4 separate regions of the Mus musculus genome follow, and regions 1, 2 and 4 are each linked to region 3. A link is a contact called in public Hi-C and HiChIP or PLAC-seq data. All regions are on one chromosome and are shown on one strand. Each heading gives the region's core, a stretch centred on a gene start, on an enhancer-like site or on the middle of the called end of the contact. The rest is flanking DNA. Distances are from core to core; before and after follow the strand shown.

Region 1 (2,700 bases), core at 135-2,634, 190 kb before region 3:
TATACACAAATGGTGACCTAATTTTAAAAAATAAAATTTGCCTTGAATGAACTAAATTGCTAACCATATGTTCTATCAAATGATGATCAAAACCTGATATTCTTTTCTACTTCATCGTTTAATGTGAAATATATATTTATACACTGGTGGAAAACATATATTCACTGTGCAAAATTGTGAACCAAAGTCCCATATTGATGCTTTGCCTATTTATTTTTATAAATTAATCTTATTTTATATCAAGCATTTCAGAAACACAAAAAGAAATAGAAGATACCATACATTTTTTGTTAGGCTACTAGATACTAGACTTGACATCTGCTATGGATAAGAAACAAAACTGGTCTATCCTAGGGCTTCTTAATGAACGTAAATACAGAAGTCAAAAGGAAGCATTACTGAACATAGATGTCACTGATTACCCGGTAAAATGACCAAGTCAAAAAAAAAAAGGTTTGCCCTGTATCAGTGACAATCCTGGATACATGTTTACCTAATCCAGAGACACACTCAATCTGGGGATCTTGATGGCCTGTTACAATCTCAATCCCATTACCAAACTTCTAGGTTAGACTGGCTAAAGCTCTCTTCTCTTTCTAAAATAAGTAAAAGTGCAAGCGGAGCCACCTGTGGCTGATTCAGAGCGTTGGCATGCAGTTCTGGGAGGAGCTGCAGTGCTCCAACCAAGTTTGAGGTCACTTTCTGGAGAAGAAGTCTAGGAATCCCATGACTGACACAAGAATTCAGGAGAGAGGCCAAAGCTTAAATCCTAATTAGTTAACAAAGGGAATGCCAAAGTTTCATAAGGTACAAGTTTAAACAGAGGCTGTAGAGTCACATGTTAAAGGCTGATTAATTTTTTGTTATTGGTTTCCCTCCACAGGTTATGAAATTATATTGTCAATTAAAGGCACAGGACAAAATAAATGTGCATGAGGGCAAATGTAGAGTAGAGATAAAAATGGGCAGGAACATTTTGGGCAGATGGCTAGCAGTGCAATGCCAATGAAATGCTGTTTAAAAGAGTAGCAGAAGATTAATTTCTAAAATGAAATTTTAGATGTTAATAATTAGTTCATGGAGTTGATGGGCAAGAATTAAATGTCAAAGTAGCATAAACCTTTTTTACTACAGGAAAAATGGTGGTGGTAGAAGCAGGAGCTGGTCTGTGTGGATGGTGTTGATTTTAAGAGAGACCTACTATCCTATTAAACTCTCCAGCAAGTATGTTTCCAGCCACTCCCAGGATCTACCAAACAGTCGTTCACTAAAGCATGGCTTTGTTTTTAATTATCATGGTGTATTTTTTAGCCTTTGCTCTTGGATTCCAAAGAGGTTACCACCCACAGATTGTTTGTGGAAACTATTTGTCAGGAGTTCTGGTGTAGGAAGCTCAGACTCAAACCATTAGAGGCATGTCAGCAAACAACCTGACTGCTTCCTTCTTGCCCTGTGGGTGACCAGAGAAATAGCAAGATTCATCTGTTATTGTTTTCTTTCTTTCTTTTGGTCTTATTCATTTAATTTGAAGCATCATGAATGTTCAGCTTTCTAAAAGCTTCATTTAGGAGGAGTGGGGATAGAAAAACAGACAGAAGCAGAAGTGTAAGAAGTTCATATATGCAAGCACATAAGAAAGTAAAGAATAAGCAGTATATTTTTCTACATTAAAATGTTACACAGTGAAGAAAAATCGGTCTTGATATTGTGACTTTATTTCACAAGTGATAACTGTCACAACCTCAGGGAAGATAAAACTATATGCACATAATAGAACCTGGTATCTGCATTTGTCTCTGGAGATTGTGAGATGAACATGCATATGTATAGCTATGGATATATGTATAGGTACTCATGTACGTATATATGATATGGATTTGAACATATACAGTTTTTCAGAGCACTGATAGTATTCACAGAGATTACACCCACCTCAAAGCAGTGTAGGTTAAACTGAGACAATTAGCTTTCATCTGTCTTCCCTCCATTTGCTCTCAGTTATTCTGCATGTCTAAAAAGCCCTCTAGGGTGTTTCTCAATTGGATTCTGTTTCCAGTATTTCCCACATAGGAATCACATAACAGGTACTAAAGCCCATTCTCCTTACACTCCTTCTAAATGTTTGAGTTTTTTCTAAAAAAAAAAAAAAAAAAAAAGCATAAGCATCAAGATCCCACTACAACATTCTGCCTGTTGGAAGGATACCTTTCATCCTGGCCACATTCTGAATCAGACATTTGATGGAATATCCAAACAGTGCACTATTTTAGAAAATGAGATGTAAATAGTATCTAATTCTAATTCCTATATCTCCGGGCCATTGTTACACTGTATATAAACCTAGTTGGTATATGTCTGGGCCATTGTTACACTGTATATAAACCTAGTTGGTACATGTCTGGGCCATTGTTACACTGTATATAAACCTAGTTGGTATATGTCTGGGTCATTTTTACATTGTGTCTAACGTGTTAGTTTCACTGTGTTTTTTTGAACTTATCCTGCTTCCTCTTTTTTCTAGAAATAACTATATCTGTAATATTACACAGAAAAAGAAAGGAAGTATGGACATTACATATTTTGTTTTCTACACGAAAGTGTAAAGACAAAGGAATTTTTAGAATAATAAAGTGCAGAGATCTATATTTGAAAAAAAAGAAATTCATTTTGTTTACACATTCCCCCCATATTGTTAACATC
Region 2 (2,700 bases), core at 111-2,610, 250 kb after region 3:
AAGAAACTCTATTCCCTATCATCTACAAAGAGTTTCAAATTGCTCTCCTCTGACCAGCATGCTCCTCTATGTTGCTATTCAGTTTTCTGCTAACTCCCAAGCAACCCTTAACTCTTGATTTGCTGCTTTAGATGATATTCTTCATAAAATAGGTTAAAGTTCATGTTTATTCCACAGGTTTTTCACTATGTGCTATAACACCCCATAAATATATTGCTTTGTATTATATAAGACACATTATTTATATAAAATGTCTATATAATACATACTACATACTCTGTGGAATATACCATATATATGTTAAGCGTTTTAATGTTGAGATTGATGAAGGGAAAGTGTTTGGATTTATAGCAATGTGTGGGAGTAAAATGACTTGACAAAGATACAAAGGCAGGAATAAGCACCTGTCAGAGAGCATCTAAATTGCTTTGTCCTAAATTGTAGTCTTTCAGCATGAGACTTGCCTCTATGACACATTGTGAGGAAAATGGGTATATTCACTGGTCTCTCCTTCCCCCACAGTTGCAGGAGTGAAAAACAACTTCCCTCACAGGCTGATACATTAAATGACACTTCCTGGGATACCTTGAAACAAAAAACAGACTAGAGCAGTCTTTCTTATCTGGGACATCCTAGCCTCATATCTACATATCTTAGCTCCAAGACACTGGATTATTTTGTTTGGGAAACTATCCTTCTGTGAGTATGTGTGTGTGTGTTTGTGATGATTACAGTAAATAACTGTCCACTTAGAAGTTGTCTTTATGATCTCTCCTCTCTCTCTCTCTCTCTCTCTCTCTCTCTCTCTCTCTCTCTCTCTCTCTCTCTCTCACACACATACACACACACACACACACACACACACACACACACACACACCAAGCACCAATAAGATTAGAACATGATTGTTAAGGTATTAAATCCCCCAAGTAAGAAAGGATCTTCACTTGTCAATACTGTTTCTAAACTAAGTGCTTGCCCATTTAGAGGACAGAATAACCCTCTCTGCCTTTGTATTGTTGTATCCAACACCCAACTCAGCACACTTAAGTACAGATCATTGCTAGATGAAATAAAATGTAGCTCTCTTTGAATCGTTTATGCAATCCAGACAGAGTCAATTTTTTCTCCTCTTGGAATGAATATGTCTAGCAAGAGAAAAAAAGAAAACAGACAGGATCATATGTGTGAGTATAATAATATCCTGAGTGCCAGAAGGAAGCTGAAAGTTGATGTGAAGGTTGGAAAGAATGTAAGACATCTGCCTGGCAGCGATGAGGAACACTCACACAAGAATACTAAACTAGAGACCAGGTGCAGATTTTGACAGTCACAGTTATTCAGGAGAAGCTTCTGCAGGAAACAGAGGCTGAACTTAGAGCTTGAAGAATGCCAAAGGAATGTCATGGCCAGTAGACTCCCAGTCTTTGCCTATCTGGGGACAGATAGAAATAGATTAATTCACCCTGGTCAAAGGAGGCAGAGAATGGCAGGCATTCTTTTTAGAACTTTCACCATAATTTACTGTGAGATTTTTTTTTCCCACAAGCAGTGTTAGTGAATGTCCTGATCAGAAATGTCCTTTTACTCGTGTGTTTGCTCTGTGGCTTTGCCCATGCTGCAGGTTCTTCCAGTTTGAAGCTCAGCTTTCCTCCCTGCGGCTCCTCTTTCCCAGACTATTCTTTCTTTCTGTGAAGTCTGCAGATTTTTCTTCCTGAGTTCTCACTCATGCATCCCCAGAGCTGCCCTCAGCTTTCTGGCAACTTTCCTGGTTTTGCACCCAGACACAGTGCTCCCAGCCTCTTACTGAGCTCCTACAGACCCCTGGGGTAACTGACCTGGAGAATTTGCAGACTCAGCACCTCATCTTCTCTATCCTAAACCTTTCTTCCTGTTCTGTGGTTCTTTTCATTTTGTCCTGAGCTCTGCAGGATTCACAGTTAGATATTTTCTGTTTGTTTGTCTTTTCCCTTCAATCAACATTATACCGTTTTGCTTTTTGTCTCCTTTTCTTTCCTCCATTTCTCCCTCCCTCCCTTTCCATCTGCAATATTTGTTCCCCGGTCCTTTCACACTTAGGCTATCTCTTTTCCTCCAGCTTCCAGCTACATTCCTCTGCTCCAAGCTCAGTCCCTCATCAGAATAACCATGTCATCAGAATTGTAGCAAATTAAACTGAAACAATGTTTCCCACTTTTCCTTAGCATTGCTGCATGAGAAAAGTTAGAAAAGATTTATGGAAAAGCATTAAGTGCCATACAGAGAACTCGATAGCTGACATAGCAGTGGGAGAAACATCTAAGGCTCTGGAAGGATTTCCATTTTGATGTGAGTGGACTTTGAAAATTAAACCATTAATACAGAAGAAGGTCCCTCTGAAGAACCTTAAAATCTTCATATTAACTAGCTTTCACAAAAGCATATTTCTTTCAATACTGGTGATAAATTCTTCATGTAACTTAAATAACAAATCCATGACTTCATTTATTTAAAACTAGTCATTTAGGGCTGGAATGTAGCTTACTATTAGAATGTCTGTCATGCATGAGGGCTGAGTTGGATCCTCCACAGGACAAATTTTATGAAAGAATTTAAAATAAATACTTATCCCACTTACATGAGCCATGGATGTTGAGATTCCTTAAGATGTATAGCATAACCATATCTTATTTCTTGGTTTTGGACTTGAAAATCCAATTG
Region 3 (2,700 bases), core at 201-2,700:
CAGAAGAAAGCTCAGGATTTATCAAGCATCTTGGAATAATAAAAGGTGTAAGCATGGAGTATTTAAACCTTCACAAATATCCCAAAATAGAGAAACGAGTCTTATTTTAGAGAAAACAGGCTTGTTAATGTTTTCAGTGGAAAGGCAAAAATTTCTGTATCGAATTTTGCAGTAATCTTGGCCCACTTCCAGTGGGTTTTGCTAGATGTTGAGATGGATTCAAAGCATACATGCATGCATTCTTCAAAGCATGGCAAGGCCAAGACAGTAACAAGCTACAGCATCGGCTGAACCCAGAACACTTTCGAATGTGTTTAAATTAGCTCTCCCTTTGTCTTCAAGAAAGAGCATTTCTCTTCAGGCTAGCAGATGATTTAAAAAATTAAGTTCACTTGGCTAATCCTCCTTTCTAGGACCTTCTATGAACTTCAGTATAAAATCTTCCTGATTTGATGCCTGGAGACCTGAGGCTTAAAGCTTAAATAAATTGCTCCTTGTGGAAAAAAAATTGAAGTACTAGCCCAGGCAGTGCTCCAGAACATGTATTTTTCACCAAGGATGCATTGTCTCTTTGCTTTCTATTTAGCCCCATTAAAAGATGGCTAAGTGTATGCAAATTAAATTAAATTAAATGTAAGCGGATAAGGGGCCTGGAAAGGGTTAATGCTGAAGCAGACCCTCAAGCTGAAAAAACAAAAACAAACTAGCAAGCAAAAACCCTTTAAACCCCCTATAGGAAATTCAATGGGCTTCCTGTTTCTTTAAACTCTCCCTTTCCCTCCTTCTGACACTTTACCAAACCGCGGTGGCGGCCTCAGGACCCTGCAGCCCAGAGCCACCTCCACCTCCCTCTGTGCGGGTCTGGGGTAGGAGGGGCTTTTGATGGGATGGGGGCTGGGAGTTGGGGGATGTCAGTAACCCTAGCGACTCAGGTTTGCTCCCCCGCCACCCAACGGTTGCCAGACCAGCCCTCAGTGAGGGATGAAATACTATTAACCCTTTAGTGCCCAGGCGGAAATCAGAAGATAGTGGGCGCTCCCTGGGGGGCCTCATCCCTCTCTACCCGCAGGCTGACACCCAAAAGCCACGGAAGCCTGGAGGGTGCAGGCGGCATCGGTTCCTCTGCAAAGGTCATGAACCGGGTGGGCGGATGGCGTCCGGGAGACTAGAATCTGCCACCGCCCCACTCGCACCAGTCCTCGGGTGTTTGGGGCCGCAATGGTCCTCTGGCTTTCCCCAGCCAGTCTTCTCGGGCTTCATCTGTGGGAGACTTTTCTGGCGCCCCCTCTCCCCCGAGAAAAGCTCAGCCAATGGACAGGTTGGTGCTGGCTGCGGGTTTTGGGAGGAAGGTGGGAGAAGCCTGGAGGAGAGAAGGGGAGGGAGGAGGGCGGAGGGAAGAGAGGAGGGTTCAGCGGTAGATCTAGCAAATGGCAAGCCGCCTTCCCTCCCCAAAGTGTAGAGCTGGAGCGCGGGGGAGCGCGGCGGCGCCTCCGCCACCAAACTCCTGGGGCTCCGCGGCGTTCGGAGCCACCTCCTGCCTAGCCCGGAGGGGCTCTCTTACCAGGCTGCAACCTCACTTTCCCGTTTTTCTTTTTCTTTAAAAAACACCCCCACCTCTCTTCTGCTCACAGCAGCTGGTGCATTCCCGGCTCTACTCTCCGGAGCTGCCCATCCCTCCGGCTGCGGGCGAGGACGCGCGCTCAGCCTTGGGCGAAGCAAAGAAGAAAAACTTGTCAGAGGGGTTTCTCCAGCCTCCACTAACCTCCTTCTCTCGGGAACACCAACCACCCGCCGGGGCCAGACCTAAGTCTGGGAAAGTTCCTCCGGTGCTCAGCGCCCTCTTGAATCTGGAACAGCACCGGCGCAGCCAGTGGAATTAGATCTGTTTTGAACCCAGTGGAGCGCGTCGCGGGCGCTCGGAAGTCACCGTCTGTGGGCGCCCGGGTGGCGCTGCCTGAGAGGACCCGGGAGTTTGCCGACCCTACTGCAAGTGACCTTTCCTCCCCTCACTTGGTTGATTGTGTCTCAGTTGGGGGCTGCGAGGGTGACAAGTTGCAGTGAGAGCTCCCGAAGTTCGGAGAGGGTTCAGCTGTCTCTCCTTCACTTCTGTTACCCGGAGTGAAATCCTAGCGAAACTGTCAGAGGCCTCCGGATCCCACCCAAGACTCACCAGCAGAGCTCGGCCGTGTCGCCCCATCCCCAGGGATAACCCCGGAGCCCAGGGTCTCAAGAAAAAATTCGTTGGGCAGGGGAGAGAGGTCGCGGCAGCGGCATGGCAAGGTTCCGGAGGGCCGACCTGGCCGCAGCAGGAGTTATGTTACTTTGTCACTTTTTAACAGACCGGTTCCAGTTCGCCCACGGGGAGCCTGGACACCATACCAATGGTAAGAAGTACTTTTCTCAATTGTTTTTGTGTGTGGCTGAAGATCCTTCCGGTGTCTTCGAACCTCCATCCTCATCTCACACCCACCCAAAGTATCTGCCCTTGGGAAACTTATCCTAGTTGTTTTTCTGGGAAACTTGAGTTTCTCGAATGGGGAAAGAGGTTTGCTTGATCAAAAGGTGTGGGAAACCAGGACTTCCCTGAAGCTATGATGCTTACTCCACCTGGGCGCCAGGGGGTGGTCCTGCCTAACCCCAAGTAGCCCAAAGAGGTCGGGGTGTGAGAGAGCCTGCTGCTGCGGATACCTCTCTGAATCT
Region 4 (2,700 bases), core at 183-2,682, 150 kb before region 3:
GCTATCTTATCTGACAGGATTCTATGACCACTGAAAATGTGAAGATTTTGACTCAAAGAAATTATATAATGTGACATATATCTGGAGAACAGAAACTCAGTTGAGATCTGTTTCCATACCAAAGTGGCAGGGGCTTTTAGTCAGGCCCAAGGGCAGGAATGCAATGGGGCTGAAGGACATTAACAGATTGTGAGGTGAAAGTTAATGACACACTATGACTGCAATTAAATTGAAGGGACAAATAGAGTCATTTGTCATTTTTCTCAGAAGTGTGTTATGTATGACTGTGGGGGAGCAGATGTGTGTATGTCCATGTGTCTACAGAGTGTGTAAGTGCATGTGTGCATGTACTCAAATATGGAGGCGTGAATGTGTATGCCACAGATCAACCACAGGTATTGTTGCATGTTGCACAAGATCCTTGGTTACGACACAGAGCTTCTCATTAGCCCCGGGAATTCACAGTCTTCTCATCACCAATATTTTTCATTGGATATTTTCTGTACTTACATTTCAAATATTATCCCATTTCCCTGTCTTCCACCCAGAAACCTCCTATCCTATCCCTGCTTCTATGAGGGTGTTCCAACACCACCCACCCACTCCTACCTCCCTGCCCTGTCATTTCCCTACAATGGGGCATTGATCATTCATAGGAACAAGGGCCTCTCCTCACATTGATGCCCAACAAGGCCATTCTCTGCTACATATGCAGCTGGAGCCATGGGTAACCACCTGGGGATCCAGCCCATATACAGTCATCAAATCCCGATACTATTGTGAATGCCAAAAAGAGCTCGCTGTTATGAGCCTGATATGGCTGTCTCCTGAGAGGCTCTTCCAGAGCCTGACAAATACAGAGGCAGATGCTCATAGGCATCCATTGAACTCCATGAGCTCCCCAGTGGAGGAGTTAGAGGTAGGACTGAAGGCACTGAAGGGGTTTGCAACCCCATAGGAAGAACAACAATATCAACCAAACAGACCCCCCAGAGCTCCCAGGGACTAAACCACCAACCAAAAGATCACCAGTATTTTAAAGCATAGAGCTCATTTTATTTTTTTCATGGTGAGCTTGACATTTTAAATAAGTCAAAGATTCATTTTTAATCATACTTATTGGAAATCACACAAATACACATATTCTCAATTTTTCAGAAGGCATGGCAGAGTTTGGACGATATCTCAATGCTGTATGCATTGTCTTTAAATTTAAGTATTCATATAACAATATCTTTAGGAAGTAACCCTGCCTCTGAACTCCTTTCTGTTTTCTTCAAATCTATTAGAACAATTACAAATAAGTTAACCTTGATTCTATTGCTTGAGATCACAATTCAGTTCATTTAAACAGCCAAGGCATACCTTCTTCCTATTACATTAGTGCGTAAACACAAGCTCAGTAAGTGTGTGGCTGCTCCTTGTTTGCCCTGGCAGTGTGACAAATGAGCTGGGGCGTGTACACAAATGACAAGAAGGACAAGATGAGCTTGTGTTCCAGGTGTGGGAAAGTAATGAATGGGTGTTGCCAAGTACACCCAGAAATGAGTTATTCCACTGACACCTTGATCAGAACCTGCTAATAGCAGAAGACCTGCTGCAATTTAGGAAAGATTAGTGGGTTGGTTGTAGCTAAAAGAATCTAATTATATTTTCTTTCTCCTCTTTGTATAAAAAAAACAGACCCTTATGCATGAATGGAGGATATTTATCTTTTTATTTCAGGTGGGCTCTGCCTAATACTTAGGAATTTTAGGAAACATGCTGAAGCTAATTAGTTATGGGGGAAATTAGTCCAAACAAATTAATCACTGGAATTCACTGTGGAGTTCCTGCATTCTGTGGCTCAGAGATTATGCAATAGTCCCTCCCACTTTCTCTTTTCCTATTACAGTAAATTCATCCATGATGTTAATGTACTTCCTACATCCATTTCTTGATACAGTTCCAGCCCATCAACCAGAAAACACTCAGTTTGAGCAAAAACCTCCAAGTGTCTCCATGTTCTCTGCAGGGTAAATTGCAGTGGGTAGAAATACATTCAAAAGCTAATTATTTTCCTTGCCTGTGTACTTGCTTCCAGAATTTTAAAGGTTATACTGTTTAGGGACACTTTTGTTAGACCTTGAAATCAGATGTGCCAATGACCTTAGTTGTTCTTACATGGTTGCTAAATGCCGCTGGAGGGATTGGAGTCAACACTTTCTGGATTTAGTTAGACCAGGCTGTTAGGATACAGAACAACGTTCAGTGGAAAATAATCATGACCAGGATAAATATGAAAAAGCAAAATACTATATCTGCAAGTGCTTGGAGCAACATGAGACAGTGTACTCTTGGGTGTCTTTTTTGTGTATAATTCTCCCATAAATTCTGTAAGCTCTCATTACAACTTTTCATAAATGAGCCTGAAGTGTCTAGACTTCACAAAACTGTGGAGATAGAGAGCAGTCTATTTTTACCTGGTGTTCTAGACTTCCTTTGTGTCTCCATCTTCCCAGGTGCATACTTGCACTACATTTCAGATGTTCCAGCTATGGTTTGAACAGAAAAATGGACTTAAGACAATCCAGATCAGATTTCTCCTAGTCATTATTTTCTAACACATAAAAATTATAATGCCAATTATAGCTATATCCAACACGCTCCACATTTTAACATGAGAAAGACCAAGGGAAGAAAGCATTTGTGGTCAGCACA

The links. A called contact is a pair of places that touch in the nucleus more often than the background predicts. HiChIP or PLAC-seq counts read pairs in DNA pulled down with a chosen protein or histone mark.
Region 1: a Hi-C map of epidermal suprabasal cells shows a contact between it and region 3, with 4 times the contacts expected there. The contact joins the enhancer-like site here to the promoter of Plxdc2 in region 3. A contact is called at or near these places in 1 of 39 promoter capture datasets (the C10 cell line), 6 of 484 Hi-C or Micro-C datasets (bone marrow-derived macrophages, cerebral cortex, epidermal suprabasal cells and 3 more), 4 of 115 datasets of contacts at active chromatin or transcription factors (bone marrow-derived dendritic cells, bone marrow-derived macrophages, epiblast stem cells and 1 more) and 1 of 9 other capture datasets (adipose tissue).
Region 2: an H3K4me3 HiChIP or PLAC-seq map of neural progenitor cells shows a contact between it and region 3, with 27 read pairs. The contact joins the enhancer-like site here to the promoter of Plxdc2 in region 3. A contact is called at or near these places in 11 of 484 Hi-C or Micro-C datasets (adipose-derived mesenchymal stem cells, bone marrow-derived DN2 thymocytes, cerebral cortex and 6 more), 4 of 115 datasets of contacts at active chromatin or transcription factors (embryonic limb bud, fibro-adipogenic progenitors, kidney and 1 more) and 1 of 9 other capture datasets (adipose tissue).
Region 4: a contact with region 3 is called in a Hi-C map of epidermal suprabasal cells, with 5 times the contacts expected there. The contact joins the enhancer-like site here to the promoter of Plxdc2 in region 3. A contact is called at or near these places in 2 of 484 Hi-C or Micro-C datasets (epidermal suprabasal cells and macrophages).

What each region holds. Positions count from the first base shown.
Region 1 is chr2:16,168,082-16,170,781 of GRCm38.p6, forward strand. All of the region lies in intron 35 of Malrd1 (MAM and LDL receptor class A domain containing 1), which reads left to right. Among named protein-coding and RNA genes, the nearest start is that of Gm37416, 140 kb to the left of the region's middle. Within about 2 kb of position 1,385, at least 20 of the 459 cell types and tissues checked have an H3K27ac peak or open chromatin away from gene starts, as enhancers often do. A contact at or near this core is called in bone marrow-derived dendritic cells, bone marrow-derived macrophages and epidermal suprabasal cells, where this site is marked.
Region 2 is chr2:16,606,686-16,609,385 of GRCm38.p6, forward strand. The region is part of intron 4 of Plxdc2 (plexin domain containing 2); the gene reads left to right. Among named protein-coding and RNA genes, the nearest start is that of Plxdc2, 250 kb to the left of the region's middle. Within about 2 kb of position 1,361, at least 32 of the 459 cell types and tissues checked have an H3K27ac peak or open chromatin away from gene starts, as enhancers often do. A contact at or near this core is called in kidney, muscle stem cells, neural progenitor cells and 1 more, where this site is marked.
Region 3 is chr2:16,354,854-16,357,553 of GRCm38.p6, forward strand. Plxdc2 (plexin domain containing 2) reads left to right here and starts at 1,451. Exons shown (of 14, transcript NM_026162.6): 1 at 1,451-2,384. The coding sequence starts at 2,273.
Region 4 is chr2:16,208,744-16,211,443 of GRCm38.p6, forward strand. All of the region lies in intron 35 of Malrd1 (MAM and LDL receptor class A domain containing 1), which reads left to right. Among named protein-coding and RNA genes, the nearest start is that of Plxdc2, 150 kb to the right of the region's middle. Within about 2 kb of position 1,433, at least 5 of the 459 cell types and tissues checked have an H3K27ac peak or open chromatin away from gene starts, as enhancers often do. A contact at or near this core is called in epidermal suprabasal cells, where this site is marked.